2 separate regions of the Mus musculus genome follow, and region 2 is linked to region 1. Evidence: chromatin contacts called from public HiChIP or PLAC-seq data. All regions are on one chromosome and are shown on one strand. Each heading gives the region's core, a stretch centred on a gene start, on an enhancer-like site or on the middle of the called end of the contact. The rest is flanking DNA. Distances are from core to core; before and after follow the strand shown.

Region 1 (7,705 bases), core at 3,667-6,166:
AGCCATTTAAATCAACACTCACCTTGCTGAAACCAGATCTCCTAGCCACTCTCTACCTACCATAAGTAATCTAAAATTTGACTAAAAGCTTATTCACATGGGTAACTTAATTCTGTGCTTGATGTAAAAGGAAAAGTGAATTGATGCATATACTGGCCTCTGCACAGATCCTCCACTAAAATCACCCTTACATTTTCAACCTCTCTCACCCTCCAGTGCTTGGCTCTTTCCTCTCCCCTTACCTTTCCATGTTTTAACCAGTTGAAAACGTTTCGTATCGGCTTGTACACTCCCCAGGAGTCTGTGGCCATCAGTGTGCATTCGATAACAAGAGATCTAGAAAATGAAGTCATCTCTCTTTTTTTTATTTATTACGTATTTTCCTCAATGACATTTCCAATGCTATCCCAAAAGTCCCCCATACCCTCCCCCCCACTTCCCTCCCCACCCATTTCCATTTTTTTTTTGGCCCTGGCGTTCCCCTGTACTGGGGCATATAAAGTTTGTGTGTCCGATGGGCCTCTCTTTCCAGTGATGGCCGACTAGGCCATCTTTTGATACAAATGTAGCTAGAGTCAAGAGCTCCTGGGTACTGGTTAGTTCATAATGTTGTTGCACCTACAGGGTTGCAGATCTCTTTAGCTCCTTGGATACTTTCTCTAGCTCCTCCATTGGGGGCCCTGTGATCCATCCAATAGCTGACTGTGAGCATCCACTTATGTGTTTGCTAGGCCCCTAACCTAGTCTCACAAGAGGCAGCTATATCTGGGTCCTTTCAGCAAAATCTTGCTAGTGTATGCAGTGGTGTCAGCGTTTGGAAGCTGATTATGGGGTGGATCCCTAGATAATGCAGTCTCTAGATGGTCCATCCTTTTGTCACAGCTCCAAACTTTGTCTCTGTAACTCCTTCCATGGGTGTTTTGTTCCCAATTCTAAGAAGGGGCACAGTGTCCACACTTTGGTCTTCATTCTTCTAGAGTTTCATGCATTTGGCAAATGGTATCTTATATCTTGGGTATCCTAAGTTTTGGGCTAGTATCCACTTATCATTGAGTACATATTGTGTGAGGTCCTTTGTGATTGGGTTACCTCGCTCAGGATAATGCCCTCCAGGTCCATCCATTTGCCTAGGAATTTCATAAATTCATTCTTTTTAATAGCTGAGTAGTACTCCATTGTGTAAATGTACCACATTTTCTGTATCCATTCCTCTGTTGAGGGGCATCTGGGTTCTTTCCAGCTTCTGGCTATTATAAATAAGGCTGCTATGAACATAGTGGAGCATGTGTCCTTCATACCGGTTGGGACACCTTCTGGATATATGCCCAGAAGAGGTATTGCTGGATCCTCCGGTACTACTATGTCCAATTTTCTGAGAAACTGCCAGACTGATTTCCAGAGTGGTTGTACAAGCCTGCACTCCCACCAACAGTGGAGGAGTGTTCCTCTTTCTCCCCATCCTCGCCAGCATCAGCTGTCACCTGAATTTTTGATCTTAGCCATTCTGACTGGTGTGAGGTGGAATCTCAGGGTTGTTTTGAATTGCATTTCCCTGATAATTAAGGATGTTGAACATTTTTTCAGGTGCTTCTCTGCCATTCGGTATTCCTCAGGTGAGAACATCTCTCTCTTTTTTTAATGGTCTGAACTCACAACTTGCTATTTAAAGCACTGCCTATTCTATTTGCTATGAAAATGAGGGTCTCCTCAATCTTGGTTAGGTTAGGCATACTTAGGCTAATTTGCATGACTTCTTCACATATCAGAGTAACTGCGAGAGAAGATTGAAGAAAAGGAATTATGGAATTATGGAATCCAGCTTCCACAAGCTTACTGTACATCACTTCATGTAAATTACATCCAACGCACCTTTTGAAATGAAAGCATTTTCTTAGAATGAGACAGGGCTAATTTGAGAAAAATTACACAACGGACATTTGCTTAGAGATTCATTTCAGCTTTACTTGATTGCAAAGGTTTTGCTTTTTGCATCCCGTGAGTTATGTGGTAAATGCCAGGAATTATGGGGGTAAAGAGCCGTGAGATTACAAGCTTCAAATGAATCATTTTTTAATAATGAAAGCTACCCTTTCTAAGTGCTCATTAGATCCTGGATTCTTGGATGAACACATCTCATGTGACATTTCACATATATATCCCATTGACACGCCATACATACCACATGTGACACTCCATGAAACAGGTATTGCTGTTGCTTCTAGTTTACAGAGAAAGAAAAAGAACCCTAGAGAGATTAACATGAAGCTGATCTGGGACTAGACACCAGCAAGCCTTCCTAGACCCCTGTCTTGACCTGCAGCTTACCAAAATCTAGATCTTTCTCTCCTTCACAAAGGAAGGGTCTTAGTGCATAGCCATACTGGCATAAAGTTTGTAATCCTCCTGCCTCTGATCCTGAATGCTGGTATGCCAGACATGTGTCACTATACCCAGGTCAAAATAAGCACCTATTTACCATTTTGCTCACATTTCTTTTCTACACATGTGGTTTTGTATAATCATTTATGTTGACTTTGAAAATATTAAGCTGCTGTTCTAAATTCTTAGATTACATGTCATTTAGCCATCACGGCAAACTTCTGAGACGGTTTTCACAATCATTGCTGTGTTATGGAAAATAACACTGTGCTAAATCATTTGCTCATTATCAGACAGTTGTCAAAGTGGAGGGGATCTCTTAAGAAGCTGTATAAGAACATTCCCTGAACCCAGTTGCATTTTGCCACCTATGCAAACACCAGAGGTTGCCATAAAATTCAGAGCCAGCTAAGTGCTTCCTCTCTTAAGGACTTTCAATAATTTCCTGATATCTAAGAAGCCAATTCAAAGATAATTATTCCTCCTATCATAGGTTCTTTCCAAAGTGTCTGTCTTTCAACATCTGTTTTCGTTTTCCTATTGACTCCATCATTCAGATTTCTTGCCAGCCCTAAATGAGCCAATCATGCCCAACTCTTCATGACCTTTCTCACAGAAGAATCTTCTCTGATTTTTAACAGCTGTTTGGATTTTTATACAAAATGACTCCCACAGTCTCAGGTTTGAACACTTGGTCTCTAGCTGACGGTGATAGTTTGAGAGTCTGTGGAGACTTTAGGAGGTGAATCGCTCATTAAAGAAGTGCATTGGCGGAAGGGAAGCCTTGAGGATTTCAGATTGGCCCTGATTCTGGATCACACTGCCTACCCTATGATCTCCAGAGATGTGAAGAAAATGTACAACGAGCTTCCATTTCCTGCTGCCCTGGCCCAAGCTGTTCCTGGCTACCACACCTCCCGGCCATGATGGAGTCCATCCCTCTAAACTGTGATCCCAAGTAAATCAACTTCTATCAGACATTGAGCTACAGCAACAGCAACAGTAACATAACCTACTAATACTAGGAGTGGGTAGTTGTCAAACTTTGGAATTGAAGGATAGATGGAGCCTTCAAACGTGGTAAGAGTCCAGAAGACCAAAAAAAGCTCATAAAAATGCAACCATTAGAAGTTGGGCTCCTGGGATTTCAGCAAGGAACAAGCACTCTGTCTGGAACTGGGCAATGGACTGTTTTATGTTCTAGAAAATTATCTGGCCATTTTCTTCCTATTTCCTGATGGACAAATTTTGTGGGGGAAATTGCAGGGCAGTATAGCATTCAGGCTGTGGCATGGGGTACCGCCCAATGCCTTTAGTTAGAGACCCAGAAAAAAAGGGTAAGAAGCAGAACACATTTAAAGACTATGCAGTTCTCTAAGGGAAGAAACGTGAGTGAAATTAATGTTGGAACCAGGCTGAGGATCACTGCTAGAGATCGGCACTATTGTACAGAATCCCTCACTTTTTATTTTTAACCAGGATATTAGGGGGAAAAAGAAACACCTACTGTCCCTACTCACTGAAAGTTACCGCATATAAAGTTGAAAAACATTTGATAAACATTTCTTTGAAAAGCATTTGATAAACATTTGTTTTGATGGGAGACTGCCAGAAAAGATCAAGATCATCAGCATGTAGCAGAACCCCTGTCAGAATTGTATTTTATTACCAAGACAAAAATTCAGAGAAGCTCAATAGCTCACCAGGGTCAGAAAACTCAAAGCTTAAGTTTTCAAGTCAAGTCTCCATCCACTACGTCTTCTGGATGCACAGTGTTCTCGCCAAGTTTTTGTCAACTTGACACAAACTAGAGACAACTGGGAAAAGAGAACCTCAATTAGGAAATTTTCTCCTTTAAATTAGTCTCTAAGCATGTTTGTGGGTTCGTTTATTGATTAATCATTGATCTAGGAGGGCCGGCCCACTGTGGCAGTACCACTCCTGGGCAGGTGGTTCTGGGCTCTGTAAGACAGCTAGCTGAGCAAGCCCTGGGGAGCAAGCCAGTGAGGAACAGCCTCTATGCCTGTGCTTCAGTTCCTCCTCAAAGTCCTTGAGTTCCCGCCATGCTCTCCCTTGACGATGGACTGTCATGTGCAACTATAAGCTAAATATACCCTTGCCCTACCCAAGACGCTTTCAGTCATTGTTTTAACACCATGGAGAGAAGCAAACCAATACACAAGGTTGGCAGAAGTGTGAGAAGCAGATGCACTATATCCATGCAGTACCGCTAACTGAGATTCCCAAAGTGTCTGCTGACACCCAGGCGCCAGCAGCCAGGCAGGCCAATTTAAGGAAAGGACATCTGGCTTTCTGACAACAGTGGCACCTATGTCCTTGCCTCTGAATAAGTGTTGCAGTAACAAAGCATACACAATTGCTTGTAATTTTAAAACAACAATTCCAGATGTCTGTGTCTACGAAACATGGAGAACAAGCCTTTTGAATTCTTTAGTTCCCAGAGTAGCAACCACAAGCCTTTCCCCAGCCCCCTTTCTTTTTCTTTCTTGAGCCAAGAATATGATCTGGTACACAAACTCGTTTCAAAAGTATGCCTAATCTTTCCACTGCATGCTTGCGGTTAGAGATTTGCCTCATACTCCACACAAACTCAGCCAAGAGTTTAACAGTTCGAAGAAAAGTCTCCGTGTAACAGTAAATAAGCCTGTGTAAAACAGAGGGGGAGTACGCAGTCAGGAGTGAGACACCCCTACTCTCAGCCTGCATCGGCCAGTATCACACACACACACACACACACACCCCACAGCGACTGTTTGCACTTACATTTAAGTCAAACCAAAACAAAGCTTCAGATCCTGAACTGGTCTGCTTGCACTTTCGGGAGGCAGCAGCTAAGTGTTCCATGGCTACTGTCTGAGAGCGAAGGTCTGATAAGCCCATCTGTCACTGATATAAACTTAATTGGACAACTTTGCTCTGCACGGCCACTCTCAAGCTTTAAAACAAAACAAAACAAAACAAAACTCAAAGTGACTTTGAATTTTTAAAACTAACCAAGGGACCCTAGAACCCCACTTTCAGAACGTAGGCTATCTGCATTTATATTTACTGAATGACAAATTAAGACTGGAAAATTTTCTACTAGCTTCTAAGACACTGACATCTTCACACATGATACCACTGGAGCACTCCTGTGGTGAGCCAGGAAAACATCTTCACAGAGTTATGAGACTCTTTCGGCCTCATAGATGCTCTGAAGGTGTCTTGGCATCTCCTGGGACCCCAGACCTCATTTTGAGAACGCTTATCTAAGATACCCCTGGCTCCCATTTACCTCCAAATGCACATGGTGCTGCTTTTGCTCAAAGGTTCCACCAGACTTCCAGAGTTTGTGAAAGTAAAAATGCAACAACCACCTTATGTATCCAAGCCAGGCTCTTCTGAGAGGAACTGAAAAAATGAAATCTCAGCAACTACTGCTTGAAATAAGGCCCAGTGTGTTCTGAGGAACGTGTTACTATGGCTTACATGCAGCTTAATGACTGCCGTTTGACCCTAGTGGGTTTTCCTAACGTGTATGGAAATTACATGCCAGCCTCAGACAATGACCGGACATTTACACTTGCACCATGCCAACAGTGGTTGTATTTCCACAGAGTCAGCGTGCTGGAAAGGAACCCACCAAAGGCCAGTGTGCAGAATAGATCACGAGTGCCAAAACTATCCAGGTCTCAAGACTGACAAAGATCCATCAGAATTATTCCACAATGATTGATTTAAGGTTATGTACATCACAGGTTTGTTTAGCGTGGCCCTGAAAACACACGAAGACTGTGCAATGTCACACATTGCATTCTGAGTCTTCAGGGTGAATACCCTATTGATATGCTTTTCCTTCAAGAATCAATCACGGGATAAAATAAGGCTTCCCACTTGGCTTACATTTTCCCAACATATTGTTTTGTATAATTATGTATGATGTAGAAAAAAATGAGCTACTACTGTTTTATAACTTACAAGTCTTTTACATGTATTGTTTCCAATTTTGTGTTTTCATGGGGTTTCTGTGTACATGAACTTGTGTGACTCCACATCTATATGTGTTTTAATGCCTTTTCTTTAGCTCCTTTTCTTCTGTCTGTATGTATGTTTTTATCTTATTTTACTATTATTTTCTAGATGCCTGCTTTCTAATGAGAGAAAGAAAGGCCGTGGATTTGGGTGGGATCCCAAAGGAGAGGGAGAGGATCTGGGAGACTCTGAGGGGAAAGACAACCATAATCAGATAATAATACAAGGGAAAAGAAAATGTAGCTTCAATTTTAAAAATTCAGAGCTATGGACCCCTGTCCCAGTAGACACACCTGCAAACCTCTCCTGCGCCTGAGGCTCAGGGATTGCTTCAGAAGAGGGAGCAGAAAGACTAAGAGCCAAAGAGCAGTTTACTGTGTAGTTGTGTCTTTTAGGAATGTCAGAGCTCTATCATAAAGTTTGGCCTCCCTTCTGCTTTCAAGATTCAATAGTCTGAAGTATATAATATTGTGCCTTCTTTTATCCATTAATTAACTTATGTGTCCACTTTACATCCTGATCACATCACAGCCACTATCCCTTCTCTCCAAGCTGCACATCTGTTACATCTGTGTAGGGCACCTAAGTCCAGTCCATGCATGCTCTTTGGTTGGTGGTTCAGTCTCCGTGAGCAGCCATAAGCCCAGGTTAGTTGGCTCTGTAGGTCTTCTTGTTTCCCTTGTAGAGTCTTCCACAAGACTCCCTGAGTACCGCCTCATGTTTGGCTATGGTTTCTGCGTCTGTTTCAGCTGCTGGATGAAGCCTCTTATCCACTGTGACAGTTCTTCTGGCTCCTATCTGCAAGCATAGCAGAGTGTCATTAATAGTGTCAGGATCTGGCCCTCTCCCATGGGGTATATCTCAAGTTAGGCCAACCATGGGTTGGCCATGTTCTTGATCTCTGCTCCATCTTTATCCCTGCTTATCTCGTAGGCAGGGAAAATTTTGAGTTGAAGGTTTTGTGGTGTCTCCCTTCCTCCACTGGAAGTCCTGCCTACCTATAGGAAGTGGCCACTTTAGACTCTATCCCCTGTTGCTAGACAATGACCTTCTTTTTTTTTTTTTCCATTTTTTATTAGGTATTTAACTCATTTACATTTCCAATGCTATACCAAAAGTCCCCCATATCCACCCACCCCCACTCCCCTGCCCACCCACTCCCCCTTTTTGGCCCTGGTATTCCCCTGTACTGGGGCATATAAAGTTTGCAAGTCCAATGGGCCTCTCTTTCCAGTGATGGCCGACTAGGCCATCTTTTGATATATATGCAGCTAGAGTCAAGAGCTCCGGGGTA
Region 2 (7,705 bases), core at 2,411-4,910, 71 kb before region 1:
TAGGAAATTGATATTTGCAGTTAATTTAAAAGAGTGATGTAATGAGAAGTGTGTGTGTGTGTGTGTGTGTGTGTGTGTGTGTGTGTGTAGGGCAGAAATCAATGAATGCCCAGTTTTAAGTGGGTGCAGGGAATCCAGAGACTCGGGTTCTCAGGCTTGTGTGGCACAAACTTTGCTGACTGAACTATCTCTCTATTTCTAGAGAAAGATTTTTTCCCCCTTTGAGAATAATCCCAAGTCTTAGCATGTTGCAATAGTCTTTCTTTTTATGTTCTTTCCTATAACCCTATCAATATATAATAAAATCCACCCTAAGTGTAGGCTGTCAGGGCAATGGAATTCAGAATATAGCAGTAATTTGTATTTGGTTACAGCTATATGATATTTCCATGTACCTAAAGTTTAATTACTAAAAATGAATTGTGAATTCCAATTCTGCTATCTTGTTAAAATGCCTCAGTTTTTTTCATATTTAACATACCTTTTCTGCATCAAGAAACCAAACTCTCTAAGTGGAAAAATTAATAGAATTGAGAAGATCATGTCTCTTGGTAGTCTCAAAGCTCAAAGTATCTCCTTTACCTTAGAAAGAAAATTTCCATTCAGTTTTATCTGAATAGATCAATTTAGTCTGGTACAAGTGATCTGACAGGGGGAAAGGGGGGGGGATGGAGTGGATTTTCTAACTAGGGAAGTTCAGGGAAATACACTCAAAACAATGAGGGGGTGGTAAAAGAACAGTACGGGTGTTTGAAACAGTATGGGGCCATTAGGAGTTGTACCAGACCATCAGGCAACCACTGACCTTCATGGTATACCTCAGCATATCAGCCAGGACGGGTCCCACTGAGTCACCTCTCTCTCTCTCTCTCTCTCTCTCTCTCTCTCTCTCTCTTCCTGCTCAGGTCTGGAGGGTATTCCCACAGCGTAGCTCTCCCTGCCTCATGTCAATCTTTACCTCTGCTCTGGAGTTTCCGTGTGTACCTGCCTGTCTGGGAAGCTTACATTAAAACTGACATGCTCAGAGAGCATTCAAACTTGGTGACATTAGAAAAGCACTGCATTTCGGGAAATTAAACCAACTCTCCCTGGAAGTTAGGAGAAACTCCTCATGGTGGTCCCTTACACTGACAAAGTGCTCCGTCTCTCATGTTTTCTAAGCTTTAATTTCATTGCACAGATTGACTTCTGAAGAAGGACCCTGCCACATTACTGCAGTTCCGAATCAACCTCAGTAGGAGGGAAAGCAAGACCTGTTTATAAACACACACACACACACACACACACACACACACACACACAAATAAATAAAAAGTTTAGGAAAAATAATTTAAATGAAAGCTTTAAAAACACTTTTTAAAAATTCCTCAGATTAGCAATGAACCTCAAGCTGTTCCTTGGGGGAAAGAATATGTTAGAGAGGGATTCTCTGACAGAAAAATCCTGCAGAGACTTTGAAAGGCATCAAGTGTGCCTTCTTGACAAAAACAAGGGAGACTCCAGCTAGTAGCTGTTGCTGCAGGAAACATGGTTTCTTAAGCATTCCTGACACCTTCAATACGATGGAAGAATAAAATATTGAGATATATAAAACAAACTTAAGCACGGGATTTTTTTTTTAACAGACGTTTTTATTTTTTGTTATTTGTAAAAATACATGAATAAATAAATGTGTCCACTTCAAGACACGAAAAGGCATGACAAAACAATTGCTAAGCAAGGCACTGTGCCTTACGAGGAAGACATAAAATGTCCAAGGGTTACTCACAACATTACATTGAAATCCAGCATCAAAAATGTTGTACATACAGTTTACAAACACTGAAACCTAAATAACAGCTGTTCTACTCTCCTCGGTGCTTACAAAAAAATGATGTGAACATGCACACTCCTTCCATGAAAGCCATCCGACTGCATCTATTTGTCCCCACCCCCACCCCTTATCCCCAGTCTCTTTCACTGTGTGGGTGGGATGTAGCTAGTTCCCAACTCACCCTCTCCCCAGAAACTAATGAATAAATAGGTTTAAAAATTTATCACCTTCCAACTATATAAGTTAAATAACTTTAATTGAACACATTAAACATTATTAAAATAAACTTTAACATATTAAAATGACCTTTTAAGATATTACAGTGAATTAGCGAATGCATATCTTTAAATATCAAAATAAACATAACAACATCTGGGCAATGGAATTAATAAATAAATAAATACATAGATAAATAAATAAGTGAACTCTCAGACAGCGAGGCACATCAGGTACGATCCAGGCTTCCCGGGTGCTGTTTGTTTTTTTCTTTCTCTTTGGTTCTTCCGTTGAGGGACAGCAGCCCAGGCTCCTCCTTTCCAGGTCAGTTAGCCTTGCCTCTGTGATGAGAAAATGGTTGCTGTTAGTGGGTATCTTAAAGGCGGGTTGCAGAGCCCCCTTCTTTTGACTTCATCCTGGACCTTGGTTTACTCTCCAAACGAAACCATCTCTAGCCTCCACAAGGGACCTGCTACCTATTGCTGGACTTTCCAGCAATAAACACTCTGGGCGCTTTGAAACTAGAATAGTAGAGCTGGCGTTACAATTGTACCAGCTTGAACCTTTCCAAATGATGTTAAGAGTAAAAATGTCAAGGCATGACTTCGCGTACGTTGTAAACAAGAACAATACCTATTGCTTTTTCACTGAACTCAGTCAGGATAAGAGCGAGAGCCTACACCTGAATTTCAAGCCTCTCACTGGAAACCCCAGCTCTTCTTCATCGGGAAGCCTTAGAGGCTCACCTTGACCAAAACCAAGAGTTAGACTTTACAGCCCACAGACATGGAAAGGGCAGGGGTAAAGTATTGAATCTTAATAGATAACAGGCTTTACACCAGCGCTAGTTGGTTCTATCTACTTAATTCTTAGGGACACACAGCGACCATCCATTAAGGAAGGACTTTTACGTGTGTAGATGAAAGGAGCTAGTCGTACCCTTCTATCAATTCAAACTGATGCTCACAGGACAAAGTTAACAATGAAAATAATAATTCAGGTTCCTGAACTGAAGTTAACCTTGATTTTCCCTGCTATAATTTTCAGAAATCGGGTGCCAGTCAGGTGTAAGCACAAATCGCGACTCACTTGTTCAGTATCTTTTGGATGATTTTCTGAACCAGGGGGGCTTCAGGGTCAAGGCAAACTTTTTGACCGCCCTTGAGAGTGGCTCTGCAGAGAGATGTGGGGATCATTATAAGGCACGAGGTTTCTTTAGGGTGAGCATGGGGCGGCAGGAGGGTCTGGGCAACTCTGGCCATGGCAGAGGCTATCCAGGGAGACACTCACATGACTTCTGTCTGGGCGCAGTGGGGTCCTGGGGGCGTCACACTCAAGCTCTGGATGTTCTTGAAGTCAACCCTTGGCAGGGTCTTCAGGCATTGACAGCGCAGTTCACTGGCCACAACAGCCCCTGTAGGAGAAGACACTGGGTCAGAAGGGCTGGGGATGGCTGCGCCCACCTGAGGCTTCCCCAGAAACATCAGCCTCGAATCCGAATCCCACCTGTAGCCTGGTGGTTGGTGGCCAGCAGCAGCAGCAGGACCAGTGCAGCACTGAGGAGCCGGCAGGTGGGAGGGGCCATGGCGCTAGGCTGAAGTGTGGCTGGAGTCTGGAGTGCCCGAGGAAGCTTGTTGGAGGCACTGAGGCGCAGTCTGGGGCTCTGAGGTCCCGAGAGCTCCTTTTATGCACGATGTCTGGAAAAGCCCGGGGACCAGGGAAATTCCCTGAGCTCAGGGTCCCCTCATCAGGAAGCACAGAGCCCCGCCCCTAAGCTGAGTGGGTTGGGGACACGCGCGCGTGAGCTGCCTGCCTCATTCTACTGCCCTGCCCTTCCACTATGGGACCCTGGGATGTCCTTCCCCAAATCCTCAAAAGGAAGGAAGTGATGTCTGCGCTGAAGTGACCACCTGCTAGAGGACAGTGGTTACTGAGCTATGTCATCAGTGGAGACCTAACAGTTTGGGGAACTTTAGTCATTAGGACTGAAGAAATTAAGGTGTGTGTGTGTTCAAGCGTGAACGCGCGGGGGATGGGGGATTGCTTCTCTATTAGTTACATACTCATAGATAGTACTAGATGAAGATTTATTTACGTCTGCGTAAGTACACCGTTGAAATTTAGTCATCTCAGGCTGTACACAAGAGTGCATTGTTCCTGCGGTGTACTGAGCACGAGTAAATCACATTTTGTGTCATATCCTTCTACCCGACTTGGGGCCGTGGGGGGGGGGGGGGGAGATGTGTCAAAAGCTTAATTCATGTTTAACCTAGGACAAAGTGTTGTAATCTCATATAACTTCCTCTGTGAAATTCTGGAACTTCCGAGGCTCTTCCAGTGTGCTGGTGAGCACCACATCAGCTGTAAGAGATTTTCATGAATTCAAGAAACAGAGACTTGGTGGTCTCTCGGCGGTCTCCAGCTGCAGGAGGCAAGGGCTCTCCTGGGGACAGTCTACTCGCCAGTCAGTGCTGACACCTAGAGGAGGTAGCGCCCTTCACATGTCCGCTTCACAACAAACGTGTACCTGTATCTGTGAAATATTTAGATGCCAGATTTCAATCTCTCTCTCTCTCTCTCTCTCTCTCTCTCTCTCTCTCTCTCTCTCTCTCTCTCTCTCTCTCTCCCTTTGTTATCGAGGCAAATCTAGCCCCCCCCACACACACACTGTATACATCCATTCTTGTCCCAGTGATTTGATTTCTCCACTAGAGGATCATATTGAGCTTTCACTGATTGTGACAAACTATTGTAGCCCTCAGTTCTAGCCTTTGTCTTTCACTAGCTCATTTTTCTCACCCTGGGTTTTATTTCTTGGTCATCTAGAACACAAGTTGTAGATAGTTGTGGGTCTGAGTGCAGCTCTCTGAGAGCCATGTGGTCGTTTTACAGAGAAGCGTGTGAGAGGCAGGAGGATATTCAAAGCTGCCAGAGAGGAAATGCTGTGCCACTAGATACTGGGACATAGACACCCACCTGTGACCAATGTGCTAGCTTCTTATCTTTGAAATGCACCCAAATAACTGTCTCAAAATGTTCAGATGAATAAATGTTAATGTTTCTAAAAACTCACTGTATAAATGCTAAGGTAAAAAAAAAAAAACACAAAAACAAAATTTGTTTTTGCCTCCATATTACTAAAACAAGACTCACCTAAGAGTTAAAGCCACACACTCACACACACAAACACAAATAATTCTTGAAAAGCAAAACAATTTCCTATTCGTTTTTGCCCCCCACCCCCACCCCTTAGGAGATAATTTGGAGCAGGGATTGATGGCAAACACATTTAACCCTAGCCCTCGGCAGATAGAGGCGCCCAGATCTCTGTGAGCTCCAGGCGATGGGGGCTGTATAACGAAACTCTGTCTCAGGGGGAAAAAAGAATTTAGATGAGTCTCTTACCTAATTTAATTGGTTTATCAACTAAAACTACAAAATCTGAATGAACATACTCATCTCAATTACTAGTAAAATTTATAAAGAATTAGATGTTTCCTGAGATAAGTGATTCTTAGGTTTAGGAGAATTGTGGGGTTTTATTTATTTATTTATTTATTTATTTAATGTTTGTATCTCATGGCTCAACTTTGGCTTTCCTAATGTTTAAAATCGGTGAAGTGGCAGAACATCTGGGTGTTGTACTCCCAGTAAGACTTTACATTTGTAGAATGAACGTGGTGTATTTAACACATATGTATGCTTTGTCCTCCCCCCCCCCCCCGCCCTCCCAAATTAATATACATCCTCTTCAGAACTGAAGCCGGTGGAAATTGGAGCTTCTAAGAGGCATTTTATTCATGGACATTTTATTCATGGGTTTTAACTGCCTAGATAAGGCTCACAGACTTCTGTGGATTTAATGTGACCACTTTATCAGGTTTTTAACTGAAATATTTGCCTTCAGTATTATCAGGATGCTGGTCAGCCCATTAGTATCTTTATGATAGTAGAAAACAGAAACTATCTGCTGTAGGGATTTCCAGGTGCAATCTGATATGTTGACATAAGGAAATACTCAGAGAGAATAGAATAAAGTACCGGGTTCCTACAGCAGTCTCTGAAGCATACAATGTTTCAAAAAGTAATTACTAAATATATACCAGTAAAGACAGAGTAAAGCAACAGTTGCTTACAAAATGGAATACTAGCATTTTTTTTCCTTCTAACACAATATCCATCTTCATAGCCAGTCCCTAACAACCTTTGACTTGCTGTTTTTGAAGCTTTAAAGAGAAATAACATTATACTAAAATAATTCAATTTTTTCTGGAAGTGTTAAGTACCAGCTCCAGCCAATTACATTTGGTATGAATAAAATGACAAATTCTATGCCCAAACTTTAAAGTCATACTATCAATTTGAAAGGAATGGAACCACCACGAAACATTCACTTATCATCCTTTGATGTTTTACACATGCGAGATCTTTTAAGTCCAGAGCTGTGCTCATCCTGAGCGTAGATGACGCTGCAGGGATGGTCTGGTGGTGGATGCTGTTTTTCCTACTTGCTACCAGGAATCAAGATGTCTGCCAGCCCTCTTTCAGTTAGTGCTTCCTGAATTACGAATCAATCTAGCTGAGGGAACAATAGTGACATCATTATGATGCGTTAAATCCCTCGACTCAGGGATAGAGAGATGACTCAGCAGTTAGGAGCCCTTGCTGTTTATTCAGAGGATTATTATCCAGTTCCCCAGAACTGGCCTTTGTGGGTACCAGACATGCATGTGATACCCGTATATGTATTTAGGTAAGCACTCATCTGCATATAATGAAAATGAATGATTAAAACGTGTCTAGATCTCTCAGTTCATTCAATCCAAAGCATCTATGAGTGCATCTCTAATACGCTCTTCTTTTATGCCTGATTCTAAGCATTTTCTTGCTGACTTTTGATGACAGAGTCCTCACTATCCTTTGAGAAGCAAGACTCCAGTCCCTGCTGTCTCTCTCTCTCTCTTCCCAGTCTGGGTTCAAGACAAGTGATCTACGGCACAGCTCTGGAAGTAAGCGGACAGACTCACGGAGCATTTGCCAGTCCTTTGTGGCTGAGCCTCAACGTTGTAGAGGCCTTGGTAAGCTTGCCAGCAGGCAAATGATGTAATCATGTCCAAGTCAGAAAAAAAAAATCCCTCTGGTCCTTTCTGTCAGGAAATGATTTTTTAGAAAATACAAAACAGGTCCTTACTTCCTGCTGGGTCGCAGCTGGCAAGCCAGCACCTTGGAGTTCTGCCAGAGCTTGATCTGGGAGAGGCTGCTTGAAGCTGAGGCAGTCTAGAGAAAAGCCACCTATCCCGCCCAAGTGAGACCAGTCACCAGGTGTACGCTTTGAGCTTGGAAATTCTGCCTTCCACCCACTCTCACCTGGCTTTAGGTATCCCAGAAAGACCAATTGATTCTCTTTTTCATTCAGTCCATCTCGCCTGCAGTTGTGTGTTACGGACTCCGCTTATTGATAGATTCTCTCTCAAGACGGACGTTTCAGCTTGCTTTTAAACTTCCTCTCTCCTTTTCTCTCAGCATTTTCAATGTAAGTTCTCAAGATTTATAATGTAAGAATGAAGTTAGGTGCCTTGGACACCGAGAGAGGTAGGTGACCCTGTGACCCTGGACCTCTCCTTTCAATCGGGAAGATACATACCTGAGGGGGGAAGACGCAGAAACCCAACAGAG

What was found. HiChIP or PLAC-seq counts read pairs in DNA pulled down with a chosen protein or histone mark.
Region 2: a CTCF HiChIP or PLAC-seq map of the NIH/3T3 cell line shows a contact between it and region 1, with 14 read pairs. The contact joins the promoter of Cxcl2 here to the enhancer-like site in region 1. A contact is called at or near these places in 1 of 39 promoter capture datasets (macrophages), 1 of 15 datasets of contacts at CTCF or cohesin (the NIH/3T3 cell line), 1 of 484 Hi-C or Micro-C datasets (myocytes), 2 of 115 datasets of contacts at active chromatin or transcription factors (heart atrium and pancreatic cancer cells) and 2 of 9 other capture datasets (adipose tissue and pancreatic islet).

What each region holds. Positions count from the first base shown.
Region 1 is chr5:90,829,887-90,837,591 of GRCm38.p6, reverse strand. No RefSeq gene overlaps it. Among named protein-coding and RNA genes, the nearest start is that of Cxcl15, 39 kb to the right of the region's middle. Within about 2 kb of position 4,916, at least 62 of the 459 cell types and tissues checked have an H3K27ac peak or open chromatin away from gene starts, as enhancers often do. A contact at or near this core is called in the NIH/3T3 cell line, adipose tissue, heart atrium and 2 more, where this site is marked.
Region 2 is chr5:90,899,854-90,907,558 of GRCm38.p6, reverse strand. It overlaps Cxcl2 (chemokine (C-X-C motif) ligand 2), which reads right to left and starts at 3,660. Exons shown (of 4, transcript NM_009140.2): 1 at 3,536-3,660; 2 at 3,320-3,443; 3 at 3,119-3,202; 4 at 1,621-2,370. The coding sequence starts at 3,614. The coding sequence ends at 2,355.